Linked DNA regions of Anas platyrhynchos: region 1 is linked to region 2. Evidence: chromatin contacts called from public Hi-C data. All regions are on one chromosome and are shown on one strand. Each heading gives the region's core, a stretch centred on a gene start, on an enhancer-like site or on the middle of the called end of the contact. The rest is flanking DNA. Distances are from core to core; before and after follow the strand shown.

Evidence for each region. A called contact is a pair of places that touch in the nucleus more often than the background predicts.
Region 1: a Hi-C map of subcutaneous adipose tissue shows a contact between it and region 2, with 3 times the contacts expected there. The contact joins the promoter of PARP1 here to the promoter of PSEN2 in region 2. A contact is called at or near these places in 4 of 8 Hi-C or Micro-C datasets (liver, skeletal muscle and subcutaneous adipose tissue).

What each region holds. Positions count from the first base shown.
Region 1 is chr3:20,080,077-20,084,371 of IASCAAS_PekinDuck_T2T, forward strand. PARP1 (poly(ADP-ribose) polymerase 1) reads left to right here and starts at 1,416. Exons shown (of 23, transcript XM_038177158.2): 1 at 1,416-1,607; 2 at 3,810-3,972. The coding sequence starts at 1,488.
Region 2 is chr3:19,940,225-19,944,151 of IASCAAS_PekinDuck_T2T, forward strand. PSEN2 (presenilin 2) reads right to left here and starts at 2,580. Exons shown (of 11, transcript XM_038176124.2): 1 at 2,421-2,580.

The sequences.
Region 1 (4,295 bases), core at 166-2,665, 140 kb after region 2:
AGAGGGGAAGGGGGACGTGTTGTGATCCACGTGTCGCACTTGAGTGACAAAGGTGTGACAAAGGCAAGCCATCTGAGACCGTTAGATTTACGGCAGGGGCTAGCAGGACCTGGCAAATATTTGTGGCAAACACCACAAATCAGGATGACAGTTTGTCTACAGAGGAAATTATGTTTTAATAAAGTTAGAATAATAACGGTGTAATTCTTTGTGTAGGCATTCCTGTTTCAGAAAGACTTACACTGGTTATAACCATACAGACTCCAGTACACCACTTCTCAAAATGAGGTAAAATACACAGAGCTGCTCACCTGATCCTTTCAAGCACTGTTTGAACACGTTACTAAAGAGCCACCTACCCCCTTGTAAAAAGAAAATCCACCCAAACCCATGTTGTATAGTGTTGATTTAGCGGCTTTACTTCACAACAACAACAACAAAGGCTAAACTTTGAACAGCCATTTGTTCCTGTCACTTTTTTTTTGCATGCTTTCATGTTTCCATGCCTGCGAATGTCTGTGCGTGGCTCCGTAGGCCACCTCATGATATTTTACAGATCCCTGCTGGTCTCTAGGATGCAGGTTGTATAGAAGCACTTTATTATTTAGAAAGTGCTGCCCTGCTTTAGGAGTGGAAGCAGCCCCAGAAGGCAGAAACACTAACAAGAAGCCCTATCTCCGTTTCTGGTACTCTGTAAATAAACACTGTATAAACAGAAGGGTATATTCAGAGGAACTGGACAGTCTCACGGAAGAACAATTTCCCCTGGGGACACTACGCAGGAAACCCAAATCTTAGGGGGCTGGGAGGCGTTTGGGGGAGCAGGCCCTGCTACTGGCACACTGTGCGAGTGGGGAGCTGGGTTAAACAACCCACTGCCTTGACTCGGGACCTTTGTGTGTGCGTGGCTTGCTGTGAGGCTGCATTTGTTGGGGGGAGACCCTGGGGCTGCGTGTGGGGACCTGCCCCTGCTGAGGGGCGCCATGAGGGCAGTTGAGGTGCAGTGAGGCTGAGGCAGCTGTGAGGGAACTGGGTGCCGTGCAGGCTGTGCGGTGTTCGTGTGGTGCTTCACGGACCAGATGTGCCCGGCTGCGGGCTCGCAGCTCCACCTAGCGCACTCAGCGAGCTGGTGGCGGAGGAAGAGCCGAGCGAAGGCGGCCGCCTCACAGCCGCCGCCTCACAGCGTCCCCTCAGCCCCCCCCCCTCCTCCCGCCATGCTGAGGGGCGGGGCCGCGCCGCGCTCCCGCCGCGTGCCCGCGCCTGCCCGCCCCCGCCCCCTCCCCTCAGGCGGCGAGGCGGAAGGTTCGAGGCGCTGCCAGGCGCGGCGCGACGCCTGCCGAGCGGTCGATCCGGCCGGGCCCCGGCTCGGCTGCGCTGCGCTGCGGGGCGCTGCGCTCGGCGCTCGGCTCGCGGTGCCTGGCGCAGGGGCGGCCGTGAGGCGGCGGGAGGCAGCGGCTGCGGGCGGCAGGGGCAGGGGCAGGGCAGGGATGGCGGAGCCGTCGGAGAAGCCGTACCGCGCTGAGTACGCCAAGAGCGGCCGCGCCTCCTGCAAGAAGTGCGGCGAGAGCATCGCCAAGGACTCGCTGCGCCTCGCCCTCATGGTGCAGGTACCGCACGGCACGGCCCGGGGGCAGCGGGGCCGGGGGGGCCGGGGGGGCCGGGGGCTGGGCCCGGGTCCCTCAGGGGGTCCCTCACGGAGCCGCCTCAGGGGCTCCTCCCCGGGCCCCGCGCCCCCTGCTCCCCTCCTCTCCCCCCGTGCCCTCGCTGCGCTTCTCCGCTCCCCATCCCTGTATTTAATTATTTATTTATTTATTTATTTATTTATTTATTTGTTTATTTATTTATTTTGACTTTCTGTGCCTCGCTGCGGAGCGCAGCGCCAGGCGCAGGGCCCGTGCTCCAGCAGGGCGCTGTGTGCGGGCCGTTTTTCTTCTCTCCCGGGGAACCCCCTGCGGGCGGCCACGTGTGAGGTTTCCGCAGAGAGCGCAGGGGGGTTAAAAGGAGACTCAGGGCACGCCACCAGCTGGGTGCCGTTTCTGCTGCATCTGCTCTTTTCCTTTGGATTGCTGTCTGAGGAACTCTGCGTGGAAGCCTGACTTCCACTGTTTGGCATGCTGTGGGCACCCAGGTCTTCCAGCAGCATCATGACTTGGACTTTTGTTTCCACCTGGAACTTGGCAGTTTGTTATCTATACGTGCAGCCAGAAAGCAAATTGGTCTCCCTTTTGTTTTTTCATACTTTATTTAAGAAACTGTGGTAGACAGAGGTGTGCTGGGAGAAATTCCATAAACCTAAGTCTAGCTTGCCTGGAGGCTGCCCAGGGAAGTGGTGGAGTCACCATCCCTGGAAGTCTTTAAAAGCCGTTTAGATGTAGAGCTTAGGGATATGGTTTAGTGGGGACTGTTAGTGTTAGGTTAGAGGTTGGACTCGATGATCTTGAGGTCTCTTCCAACCTAGAAATTCTGTGATTCTGTGAGGTTCCATTGCCTGCACGGAGAGAAGTCACACTTTAGGTGCGCAGCTCAAGTGGTGAAGGAGATCTGCCCCCTTCTGTGTACCCTGCCGGCTGGTGCCCCTAAAGCCTTCATGCTAGGGACAGAGCCATGAGCAGTTCTCCAGTAAAACACCAAACATGAGCTCGTAGCTCAGGAGCGTGTGACTGAGTGCCGGAGGTGTGTGTGACTTCCAGGAATGTTGAGAGCAACCCCAGTGTGGCAGCTGTGTGGCTGTGGTGCCAAAAGGGTAGCCATATAATCTGATTGTGGGGAGAGTCTGGCAAGAAATAGGCATGTCCTTTTACAGTTCTGGTTGATGGTTCAGTTGTCACTGGGGCTCCCATCTTTGAAGCCTTTCTGTTTCCTTACTGCCCCTGCATGAAACTCTTTGATTTTTCAGCTCAGAGCTATCCCTTGAGTTGCAGAGTGGTATGTAGAATGCCTTCCTAGGTCAGTAACTCTCTATCATCGGTAATAATAATAACACCACGCTGAGTGCTGTTAGTGCAGCAGGTGTTTATGTGCGTTGCTCAGAGACAAACCGCTGCACAGTTATTTGGTCTGATGGGTAACTGGAACGGTGACAGGTTGGTACCTAATGTGTCTGAGTCATAACAAAGCAGAGCACTCCCGTGATGAGGCTGGAGAGCGAGCTCCAGAGCTGTTGTTCGGGGAAAACTTTGGTTGTGGTTCTGTCCTGATACAGGACTTTGGGTTCTGGCGTTCCCTTCAAATTTTGCCTCTGCCTCCTGCAGCCCGCTTAGGAATTTCTTCAGGTCATGAGCCAGTTTGCTTGAGAAGTGGTCCTCAAAGGGACTGTGTGTCCTGCTTGGCAGTCTTGCAGAGCGAGGCCAGCAGCCTCTTCTGCTGCAGGAGTCTCAGAGGAGGTTGGAACAGCCAAGTCAAGTGTTGTTACTTGTGCTGCTTTCTCCACAACCTCTGTTTTGCTGTGCTGATCACTGCAGGAGGACTGATTCTTACTGAGAAGAAATCCCTCCCTGTCTGCTAGGGGTTGGTACAGCCACGTGGAGGCTGTTTCCTTTTTGTCTTGAGGAATATGGACTGGCTAAGGAGTGATAATCTCACTGTTCCTTCCATGCCTGTGCTCTTTGAGATCTCTAAGTTGGCAGTTTGTCTGTCACACATTTTCTTCTTAGGCTTTTCCTAAGTCATGTCTACATGCTAATTTAAAAATAAATAAATTATATTTACCCAGATGTTCTTATTTTATCTCCCTCCACTCCCTGCCTTGGTTCTGAGTTGCTCCATCTTAGCCTAATGTGCTTTTTTTTTTTTTTTTTTTTTTTCCCTAGTCACCTATGTTTGATGGCAAAGTCCCTCACTGGCACCACTACAGCTGCTTCTGGAAGCGGGCTCGGATTGTGTCCCACACAGACATTGATGGTTTTCCTGAGCTTCGGTGGGAAGATCAGGAGAAAATCAAGAAAGCCATTGAGACTGGAGGCCCTGGAGGAGGTATGCAGAGGTTCAGAGGTTTAGCTAGAACTATGTTCTCTCTTCTCAGACTATTATTACGGTTATTTGATTGCCACATCCCTCTTAGCAAGTGATGTCAGAAGAATTTCTGTGGTGCCACTGCACTCCAGGGCTAGGACGCTGGCAGTATGACTGTTCTTAAAGGAGGAAAAAAAAAAGCCAAGGCAGTTGGCAGACATATTACCAAATATTTGTTGTTTTTAAGACTTTTGTATTTTGTTTTCAGTTCTCCAGTATTAATGAATGTTCTTGTCATATGCTGTATTGATGGTGTCTTCACTGCAGTGTGTGGTTATGGTAGC
Region 2 (3,927 bases), core at 1,330-3,829:
GTTGCAGCTTCTATGTGAGCACAGCGATATTGCAGAGGTTTCAGAAGGCACAGCCAATTAGCCTACTTTCACCATCCTAGTTGTACCCACTGGAAGAATTATACAGGTAGCAAAAACACACCAGTAACTTCTAACCCTCATAATTACATGGGAAGAGTCTCCTGTTGTAATATCGCCAGATATTTTCTGTTATTCCCTCTCAAAAAGGATAAAAGCAAAGATGCTACAATGCTTTTCATCTCCAAAGTTGTATTCACAGGTACCTGAAAGTGACCTAAATCTGTGCTACTGCCAATGAGTTGTCCCACCACCCTGTCTCTTGTGCCAGCACCAGGTGCTCATCAGCAACCCAGTTCTTTTGAAGAGACAACAGGTGCTTGCTTGCCATAGCTTTCGCTGAGCCAGGTTTCAGTATGACAGGCTCCCAGGCTGGCTGCCCAAGCAGCCCCAGACCCAGTGCCCAGAGGAGGAAAGAGGAGCACAGGGCCAAGCAGGGCTCTTTGGTGAACGGCTTACAGAGGCAGGAGCCCTATGCCCTACCACCAACCCCAGTGCAGTTTGTCTAACACCACCATTTACCCCTCTGAGTTGCACTAACTGGCACCAAGGCTGTGCTGGCCGCCAGACAGAGCTCTGGTTTACACCGTCACTGATTTCAGGGAGGAAGGACCACACTGGTCACTCACAGCCACACAGTCAGCACAACCTTCTTTCCTGGATATGGTCATTTTTCTGGTCATTTTAAATAGATCAGTGCATACAGACCATGTGTTTCCCTAGACTGAGCTGAAGAGGGGAAAGGACAGATTAGGGAAGCAAAGTAGAGGGCTGAGACAAGCACAATTGCCTTCTGGCTATACCACAAGAGGAGCTTTCAGAAGGATGAAATGCAAGCTGAATTTATATTCACATGACAGAGCATGGTCTACTAAATAAAGCCAATGAAGGACAGAAACACTGGGTGCCAGATAGTCTTCAAATTGACCCAGTAAGCCACAGGACATCAGGCAAGGTTTTCCTCTGTGGATAGATCCAAACTATTAATACACATTAAAAAAATCACAAGATGTTTAAGAACCAAAAGACCAAACTCTCAAAACCACATAGCAGAAATGAAAGGGGACAAAAACTAGGTCAGTAGTTAAGCATTGCTTATAATGGAGCAGCTGAGGTGAGACTACAGCAAACCCTATGTTATAGCAGCCTTGTGAAGCCTACAGGGAAGCAGGAGTTACCATTTCTCTCTTTCCGTATGTGTTTTGTGCAAGAGATCTCTCTCAACTGGGATAAATCCACTCTATCAATTACACTGAAATGGGGCCAATTCAAACGAATATGAGGATCTAGCCCTGGCTTGCTTTTTAATTTCATGCTATAGCATCACTGTGCTGCAACAAAACCAAGTTGTTTGCTATGTTTTTCATCCTTGATAAATATTACCAGTGTAAGGTATAGCACAGAACAGCTGCTGCTGGCTGGCATAATATTTAATAATCCACTTGAGATTTTAAACTCCTCCATATATATTGTTCTCTTTGATAGCAATCAGATGAAGAGAAGCAGTTTTCCTTTGCTACAGTTAGACAGAGAGAAAGCTTTGGGCTGACACCGACGGCCTGATGGTCCCCTAAGTTTCACCTGTAATCACAGCTGCTGGTTAACATACAGGGGAGGAAAACATTTTCAGCAATTCCAAGTGGTAGGATAACAATTAGGAGGAAAAATTTCCAGATTGGTGCCAACAAATAAAGCCAAAACATACACACTAGCATTACTTTCCCACAGAGAGGCACGTCACGCAGCCACGGCGTTACTCTGCTGACAGAGCTGAAACCGGACCCTTCCCCAAGAAGGTCAGAAGAATTATTTCGCCAGCCCTAGGCCCAAACCCGTAGCAGTCAATATGAGTGGATACAGACCTACACACACCAGGGACACCTCAAAGCCTGGGTCCAACCTCACACGGAGGAGCAGCTCCCAGTTCTGGTCCTGCTGGCGGTGCCCCAGGGACACACCGGGGACACCCGGGCTGTCCTCCTGAACCCTGTCCGAGGGCTCAGGGCACCAGGGGCAGTTAATATGGCCCCACCACAAGCTGCCCCAAGGAGACACAGGAGCACCACAGCTCAGCTGGCCTGCAACATGGGGCCAGCTTTGTTGTCCACCTAAACACACGGCCAGCCACCTCTGCGCACTCAGAAAGAGACACAACAGACGCTTTATCACTCCGGGAACAACAAATACAGATCATTTTCCATTTCATATATGCATATATACACATAACCACACACATATCCTTCCTAGGATGACCCAGCACAGCTGCCGGTCCCACACCCCCCGCAGCGGTGCCGCCGAGCCACCCCCAGCCCAGCCCGCCTCAGCTCGCCTCAAGCCCCCGACCCCACAGCCCCGATGCCCACCTGCGCTCGGCCCGGCCCGGCTCGGCTCCCTTCAGCCCGGCTCGGCCCTGCTCGGCCCTGCCCTTCCCTCCATTGGCCCCGCAGCCTTCCGTCCCCACCCCCGGCCGAAGGAAGGGTGGCGCCCGCCATCCCCATTTACCACAGCAGCCGCCACTCGGCCGCTGCCTCCGCCCCTCCGCTGCCTTCGTGCAGGAGGCGAGGGGAGGCGCCGTCCCTTGCCCCAGTGATGTTAGCTGAGCCCGGGGTGTTTTTGAGGCATTTAAATGTGTATACCCGGCCTTCGAGAATGGGAGAGCGATGTGAGGGTGTGGGTTGTTACCGAAATAAAAAGGCAATAGGGAGCGCGGCAGAGAGACTGGGGGAAATGGCCAAGTCTTGGAGTTCAGTCTGACCTTCGCTTGCCTCATGGATCAGGGGTGAATAAAGGAAAACTACAAGCTATTTCACATTACTTGCAATCGTTATGAGAAGTTTAGACCTCTATTTGATTAAAATTCAAGTCTAGTATAGCAGCACGGTAATCATGTAAACAAACTTCCTCAAACATCACAAAAATCGCTCCCGTCCCTCTGTTGTTGCCTATTAGGTTATCAAGCAACAGTAACACGAAATTCAGGTTCAGGCAGCTCTCACCTGCTTATCATTTTTGGGGGCAGAGGCATAAAAAGCAGCAGTCACTTATTTCCCTGTAGAAAGTCATTTATTTCCCTGTAGCAGTCATTTATTTCCCTGCTGCTTTCGCTTAGGAAGAGCACCAAGTGCAGACACTCAGTATTTTAGGCAGAGCTCCAGCTTCACCTGGTGCTATCCCTGATACCTTACACACAAAGGAAGGAAGGGCAGGGTGGTGTTAAAGGAGATGCAAGGTGTGACAAGTGAACCATTCCTATGGTATATATATACACCATACTGTGGAATATATGATATACCACACTGTATATGGTGTATATGCATGGTATATTGCACTGTGATATACCACACTGTATATCATTGGACAAATTGGAAAACCCTGCAGATTCCAATTCTAATTTGACTGTCGTATTCTTTTTCCCAATTTTACTGCATAAGACTGCTGTTGACCAGTACTGCTGTCTTATACCTGTAATCCTGGTTCTCCACTTTGCACACAGAGACAAGTTCTTTTCCAAGATAAAACTAGTTTAGGAAAACTGATAAACTGCATATTTGGCTGTATACCTCACTAGCAGAGAATCGGAACTTGTTGCTAGGCCCATTAAAGTCACTGGAGCTACATGTAGGTTTCATCCATATGGAGTAGTTTGCTGAATTAGGAGTAAATGTGTTTTCGTACAGGAGAATCTTCTTCATTTTTCACTAAGGATCATGAGTGTCTCCCTCACTGTTTCCTCACTCAGCACACTCCATTTCTGTCATGTAACAGACAGCCATCTTTGGTAGTTTACGCTTTTCATAGAATCATTAAGGTTGGAAAAGACCTCCAGTTTCATCTGGTCCAACCACCTCCCTACCACCAGTGTCACCCAAT